2 separate regions of the Gossypium hirsutum genome follow, and region 1 is linked to region 2. Evidence: chromatin contacts called from public Hi-C data. All regions are on one chromosome and are shown on one strand. Each heading gives the region's core, a stretch centred on a gene start, on an enhancer-like site or on the middle of the called end of the contact. The rest is flanking DNA. Distances are from core to core; before and after follow the strand shown. Region 1 holds the start of LOC107952361 (G-type lectin S-receptor-like serine/threonine-protein kinase SD1-1). Region 2 holds the start of LOC107916662 (diacylglycerol kinase 5).

Evidence for each region. A called contact is a pair of places that touch in the nucleus more often than the background predicts.
Region 1: a contact with region 2 is called in a Hi-C map of leaf, with 2.7 times the contacts expected there. The contact joins the promoter of LOC107952361 here to the promoter of LOC107916662 in region 2. A contact is called at or near these places in 4 of 34 Hi-C or Micro-C datasets (callus, hypocotyl and leaf).

Annotation. Positions count from the first base shown.
Region 1 is chrA01:9,208,980-9,212,871 of Gossypium_hirsutum_v2.1, reverse strand. LOC107952361 (G-type lectin S-receptor-like serine/threonine-protein kinase SD1-1) reads right to left here and starts at 1,364. Exons shown (of 7, transcript XM_041075846.1): 1 at 1-1,364. The coding sequence starts at 1,225.
Region 2 is chrA01:8,922,124-8,926,236 of Gossypium_hirsutum_v2.1, reverse strand. LOC107916662 (diacylglycerol kinase 5) reads left to right here and starts at 1,764. Exons shown (of 13, transcript XM_016845986.2): 1 at 1,764-2,099; 2 at 3,287-3,494; 3 at 3,580-3,702; 4 at 3,864-3,992. The coding sequence starts at 3,300.

The sequences.
Region 1 (3,892 bases), core at 115-2,614, 290 kb before region 2:
TCATATCAATAAGGTCACCGAACCACAGCAAGCATCCATTACCTCCATTTCTGATATCTGAATTTGCATAGGCGATGCAAGAGCAGTTCTTTGAACACTTCTCTTGGCATTCCTTAAGGCTCATGCTTGCATCAAAAGAAGAATTCGATGTGTCAGGTAATTTCAACCCATTATACTTCGTAAAGACAGAATTTTGACAAGCCAATTCAGTCTTTCGAACGCATCCGCCAGACCATTTTGAATGATCCCACTCTGTAGGGTACTTTGGTTCAAATCCATCCAAACAAGCACAGTTGTTGGTGCTGCAGCTAGCATATGGACCACATACAGCATAATGGTCGCATTCATCGAGAGGAGCAAAATAGATCTCAATCCAAGATTGCGATTGTTTCGTTCTCACTAGGCGCCGCAAAAAGCCTGATTGATTCACAACTAACCTTGAAATCAATGAAGGATAGGGCTCACCTCTGTAGTACACCTCATTCTTATTCAACTCAAATGTAAACTTGAATAGGTTAGATGATTCAACCTGTTTTAGATCAGGAGTCCCCGTAAACCTTTCCCCATTCCATGACCCTCCTCTGTAAAAGATTGCACTTCCATTTCTCACAACTAGCTGGGGAAACCCCTCGGGTTCTATCAAGGCCGAAAACCGGCCTGGGGCAGGATCATTGAGGCCCTTCCAAGATGATAGAGACCAGTTCATTCCTGTAATGAAACTCTTCCCAAGCTTCATCCCTGGCAGTAAGGTATCACAAGGATAATCAAAGCTTTGCCATAATAAGTTTGCCGAGCCGCTGTCGTTTCCATCTTTTACGACAAGATTTCCAGAGTCCAAGAGCTGCAGAACTGGATTTTCAGCAGTTCTTGTTCTATTGGATGACCATATAATGCCAGTTTTCTTATCCTGGAGAATAATACTACCTTCCTTAGTGACATTTAAAACTCCGAAATGATCGAGAAGAGGAGCCTCGCGGTTGGCTATCCAAACGACAGTCTCAGGAGAAACTTTGTACCATATTCCTAGGTAACGTGTTGTTGAATTAACTGGGCTACTGAAGAATCCCAATTCAAAAGTTTCGTCACTTGAAACTAGAGCTTCCCCATCTCTGATAGATCGGCCTGGAGTAATATTATCTGTTGCAGCAGAGGCTGCCAAGACAAATACTAGCATATAAGCCAACAAAAAACACCTTCCAAAACCTTCAGTTGATTTTCTCTCCATAATTCAATATGAAACTACTGATATCTTAAAAAAAAAAAAAAAGAGAATAAGCTGCATTTATCAGCCCGAGAGCTTAAAGCAGACCTTAATAATTTTAGTAGTTCAATGAAGATTCAATGCAAATTCTATTTTCTGAAGAGTGCCAAGCATTTAATAAATATCTCAATCCACTTATACAAATCAGTGTTAATTAGCCTACCAGGCTCCCACATGGAATCAACGTAGACTTGATCAACTTTTTCATGCATTTAATGAAAAATTAATGCATGATGCTGATATAAAATAACCACCTTTCCATTTAACTATAATGTCTAAGCTTATCCAAAAACACATTGATGCAAATGGGCTCTCAAACAAACTTCAATCTTGACAACTGCAGGCATATAAAGAAAATTGCAAGGCAAATAACATTTACTCTTAAATGGATTATAATGCAGATTTGTACCTATTTCATTACAATAATTGCTTTCAACTATACATTAACTTTAAAAAGTTACCCAGTTTTCTTTTTTAAGGTATCTAGAACCCTTGATGCGTCGGAGCTTGTACAGGCATATGCTTTTGCGACTAATATCTCATTGTTAAATGTTCCTAAGAATTGTCAAATTATCAACTCCACTTTCTATGTAATTATAAATTTTCAATTGAATTGATCAAATCCTTCACCTTCTCTCCACTTTGACAGCAAATTTAATGCCATTAGTTGGCCTGTCAGGTCCAACAGTAACATCTAGGGTCTACCCCTGTTTTCCAATAGGACAAGCATTTAATTGATTATTAACCCTTGCATTTTTTTCAGAAAAAATATAATGATAATTTTATCTTTTAATGTTTATATTTTTTCTATCAATTTAATTTTTATTTTTTTAAATTAAATTAACTCTTATTTTTTAAAAGAAGTCAAATCATATTTTTTTAATAAAAATATTTATTAAAATATTAACTTTTTAATGATGTTGATGTGGTAACCTATATAGTAATTTATGTGTACTTTATGAAATAATTATAAAATTACAAAAGATTCAAAAAAATAAAAATTATATATAAATAGTTCATAAAAAATATAAAAAAGTAGTATTAAATACATGTAAATTGCTATGCAGATTATCATATTTAAAATTTTAATGGTTTAGAAAGTAATTTAGTTAAAATAATAATAATTTGACTCTTTTTAAAATATATAAGATCAAATTTTAACTTAAAAAAAATAAAAATTAAAATGATAAAAACTATTAGTTTTTTACTTTTAATGAGCCACTAATGCATCAATTAGTTGCTTTTCTGGGTGCTTCAACGAGGCCTACAACACAATTGATTGGGCCTTTTTGGACTTTGTTATGCAAATAATGGGCTTCGGGGCGCGTTGGTGATCAAGGATTTACACGTGCATATCAACAGCTTCCGTTTATATTTTAGTTAATGGTTCTCCCACCTATTGATTGTCTATCAATCGAGGACTTAAGCAAGGTTGTCAACTCTCCCCCTTGCTTTTCAATTTGGTGGCGGAGGCTCTTAGCCTTTTGTTGGATAAAGCAGTGTCCATTGGTTTATTAAAAATTAATACGTTTATAAAACTCAAAGAAATTAATACATAATATTAACTTTTGATAAATCGAATGTATATAATTAAATGTAAAATAATTACAAAATTATTGAAACAATAACTATAAGAAAAGGTACTTGCTCGGATTGACCAAAAGGCTTGAAATGCTAAATTCAATTTGACTCTTTTAATTTTTTTTTCAAATTGGTTTGCTCACTTTTTTCTTGTTGCTCTTCCTTTATTTTACTAGTAAACATTCTTTTAAAATATTTTTCATTCTTGTTAAATATTTAAAACAAATAAATCTAAATCATAAACACAAAGGTTTTTATGAAACTAACAAACAACTAATAATTTTCTTTCACAAAAAAAAAATTGAAGTGTATATTTTTTTCAAACACAAGATTCACAATAATCACGCTATCAACAACAAATTTTAAATAAGAACGCTACATTTTTAATCAATATTTAAGAAATTAAGATTATATAAATACAATCAATCTTAATTTTTTGAAGGATTTGTATTAGTTAACCTTTAAAAACAATTACCTAATTAAGATGTAAGTAATTTTAAATATCCCAAAATCATTTAATAAATAAACTAAATCTTGCATATAGATTATAAACTATCATAAGAAAATTCTAAATTCTAAATTCTAAAATTTCTAAATATTAATCAATAAAATTTGAAAAGAAAGGAGAATTTTTACCAAATTAGGCAAATTCACTTGAAAGTATTTTTGTGAGGTTTTTATTAGAAGATAGAGATTCATTTATTTTATATAAAATAATTTATTTTGAAAATTTTAATGGGCGATTTTCAATTTTTTTGTGGAGGTTTGGCATAGAAAGAATTGGTCTTTGTAAACAGGTGATTAACACCTAGTATGAAAATTGGGCTAATAATCTCCTCCCTACAAATCTGGCATCTCGACATAAATCTTGGGTTTGGTGGGACACTTGATCATCGTCTAATTAGAATCAGTTTGGAGGATGCTTTCTTGCTAATATTTGTGATCAATTAGGAGATGGTTCTATTGTGAACTTTTGGACCGATATGTGGGTAGGGAACATTAGAGAAGAAAGAACTCAACATTAAAATTTATATTCCCTGGGATCTTTGC
Region 2 (4,113 bases), core at 515-3,014:
TAAGGAATAACAATGAATTACTTGGCTCCTTGAATGAAGTGTAATGGAAGGTATGTAGTCCAAATTTAGAAGTGTTCTCCGCTGTAAACCGAGTTTATACCTCTAACTTCAAAAATAGAGAATGGTTTTCATAGTGCTTGAATCTTAAGCATGTCAATACTTTCAACATGATGGTTACTATATTGTTAGGTATTTATTGGAGTGAGCTTAATGATTAATTATCAGCATTTTGTAAGTCTTTTAAAAGAATAGACATTGACTACGAGTTTTAAAGTTGCTTCATATTTAGGGTGAAAATTGAATCATGACCACTGGTTAAGGTAAGAGAGACATTTACCATATCACCTAATCCCAGTGATTTTTTTTTCATATTTCTTTCATTAAAAAAATGTCACGTGTATTCTTTTTTTAAATATTTATTATTTTTAATATTTTACTATAACTCTATCGGACACTTGTCAATCCTTTGACCTTGTTTGTGGAGTCTAAAAGATCCATTGGTACCAAATATTTTCCAATAAAGTTTTAGTTGAAATGATAAAAGACAATGAAAAATATGATGTTTTGAATGTAGATCCCATAAAGCACATTTTCTAGATTTCACATGATTTAAAAAAAACAAAAATATCCCTACAATAATGGTTATTATTTTATGAAAGAATGATTTTAATAATTGCTCAATTGAATTGAAATATGATTGAAGGGTGACACTAACTTATTAACTCCTTAAATATAAGTAGATAGATTTTAAGGGCATTTTTATAAATAACTTGGATATCACCTCAAATCCAACTTTCATCAAAACCCAACAAAATCTTTTTTTAAAATTTCACCCATCGGAATCCGATTTCGAAAAAAACCCATCGAATTTGTTTTGTTTTTATCCCTAGTTAAGTCCAAAATTTCAAGATGACTGTCAAATTCAATATATGAACACTTTTATCCAAAAGTTTGGAAACAAATAGATTGGGCCATTTCTTAGATAGAGAAAAGAGGCTTATCTAACAAATTTATGGGCCCATCGTTGGCTCAAATTGAAGGGATCTTGAAAGTGACAACCATAAACAAAAAAAAGAAAATGTAATAACAAGAACGAAGTCGCCACTTCATTCCCTCATTTCAGATTTTCGGTTAAAATCAACTCAAAACTACACTACCAGAAAATGTTGTATGAAATCATTGCATTATCTTCACAAAATATCATTTATTTCTTATAAAAATTATTAATGAATTTTTAAAATCCCAAAAATTTGTTTAAATCATTTTATTATTTATTTTGAAAATCTTAAATTCCACAGATAAAATTTAAAATGTAACACATACTCATACTAAAATTACAAAAGGAATAAGACATGTGATAATATTTTTATTTTATTTGTAAAATTAAAAAAATTCGATAATAATATATCAAATATTAACCTTAAAATAAAATAATATATTTAAAAAACTCAATAAATAGTTAAGACTCTTTCTTTTTTTTATGACTTTTCTTAAGAATATAAATAAATTTTTTGAATAGGAAAATGGCATATCTGATATATCCTAACGACTTCATTGGATGTTTTTTCCAATTCACTCTGCCTACTCGTTACTGTCCCAAACTAAATCAACCAATCATCTTTCCCGATTTCCGCCCTTAGATGACGCGTCACTCTCCCGTTCTCTTCCTTTTCAGTAAGTACTGGACCCGGCCGCATCGAATCACTAAGCGTTGGTTAACGACTTAAATGGTCGTACCCCGGGGTCGTTCCATTTTGTCAGTTGGCCAAACACATTTGAAATGGTAAAACGTCTAAAACGACGACAATTTAAGACAAAAAAGGACGACGGCTGCCACTGGAACGATAGGGAAAACCGAAGCTTCTCCCTTCTTTGTTTGTAATTTCTTATTTATTTGCACTTTAGTTATTTGTCTTCTGATTCACACTTGATCTCATCTCCCAACCGATCCGCGTTTCGAATATTTGCGATTAAAAAAAGTTTCAAAAAGACGATGAAGACTTGTTGATTTGCTTTTTCAATCTCCAGCTTTGATTGATTCCTACGGGTTATCTTCCTTATCTTCCTCTGCAGTACGTTACTGTTTCTTTCTTCATCAAGTAAAGCATCATTGCTTCTTTTTTCTTTTTATAATTTAAACTTGTGTACATTTATTTGTATGAAGAACGTAGATATTTCTTGCTTTGATTCTGTTTGATTTATTTAAAACCAAAAGTTAGAGCCAAAAGAAGACGTGTATTAGATATTTTCCTCTCTTTTTTTGCGTTATTATTACTATTGTTGAAGAGAGAAAAAAAAAAGGAGGGAAAAACAGGGGAAGCACGCATTTGAGAATTTTGAGCTAGTTTTCGTATATGTTTCATGATAGAAGAGAGGGAAGTGAAGGAAAAGCCAAGAGAAACAAAGAATTTTGAATTTTGAGAGATTTGAGCTTTCTTTAATTGTTTTCTGAAGGAGGAGTTAAAGAGCGAGCGAAATGAGCGAAAAAGAAATGCTTATTTGAATTTAGTTTTTCTTTTTTTCTTTGTTTTGAAGATTTTCAGTTCATTTATGTGTTCTCTTTAGCTTATATCAGCTGGTTCAGTGTATGATAGAGAGAAAACTGAGGGTCAACGAAGTGGAACTAAGCATAAATTTAATGATTTACGTTTAACTTGTGTTGCATATTATAGTTTTGTTTTCTCTGATCCTTTTTTTGTTTGAGAAGAATGGCATTGATTAGAAATTTGTCATTTTTCCCTGGAAAGGGCTTGGTAGAATTGTCCTTGGAATCGCAGCTCATGGCTAGAGATATTCGTAGTTTTTTTTCTAGAAGGTTTAACTGTTGTTTGTTGCTAATTATTAATGCATATGGTTTAATTTAATTTAGTTTAATTAAGTTAAAGTGATAGTCGGGTTTAGCTTCTGCTCATTCCATTGTTTAGATCAGCGCATATTGGAATCTTCTCCCTGTTCGATTGAATTCCCAAATTTAGTTGATTATGTCATTATCTTTGGTGCAATGCAATAAGAATTGCATGCTTAGCTATATTTGTTTTCTAGTTTTTATGCATTTATCTTTCCCACCATAATTCTATCTAAGCTAAAAGGAGAAAGGATTTTCATGGCAGTTCTAAGGTGCTCAAAGAGTGGCTTAAGTTTTTTTGGCCTATCGATATGTTTTTCAGCAAGTTTATGTTGCATAGCTTTTGATACTGATGCACAGGGTTGATACACCAGCATGATAACTGTGTACTTGTAGCAGTATTCTAACTTTTTTATCTTTCCTTACATATATGACCTGCAGTTGGGACACAATCATGGGCGATAGTATGTTGAACCATATATTGAGTGAATACTACATCCCAAATTATATACTTGTTCCTGAATCAGAAGCAAAGAAACCACCGTGTGTACCTTCTTGTCCAGTCTTAGTCTTTATCAACTCCAAAAGTGGTGGACAGCTTGGAGGGAATCTTCTTTCTACATATCGTTCTGTTCTTAACACCAACCAGGTATTATCTTCCTGCCTTAAAGGATAATGCAAGTGTGACTATAAAGATCCACCTTTTGAATTAAACTCGACTGATTGATCTTCAGGTTTTTGATTTGGGAGAGACGAAACCTGATAAGGTGCTACACCAAATTTATGCCACTTTGGGATCACTTAAGCAGCGTGGAGATGGTTTTGCTTCAGCTATTGAGAGTAGCTTGAGAATAATCGTGAGTTGACATCTTAAGTATATGTTTATGTTTACTGTCAGGTTTTTTGTCTGCCTTTACTAATTTACATGTTACATCACATACATACATGTGTATATGTAGAGTGTGTCTATGTTATACATGGCGCAGTTGATGTCTAAATTGCTTAGGCTGTTTGCTAGGTTGCAGGTGGCGATGGCACAGCTGGCTGGCTTCTTGGTGTAATATCCGATCTTAAACTGCCTCATCCACCTCCAGTTGCTACAGTGCCTCTGGGAACTGGAAACAACCTGCCTTTTTCTTTTGGTTGGGTAGGATGATGCTTACTTGACTCGTCTAGTTTATTTTATTAATTGTTAGTTCACATCGGTCTTGAAGATTGTTTTTTTCTTTATCTGTTGTTGCCTTTCGTTCTAATGATATCATTTGACA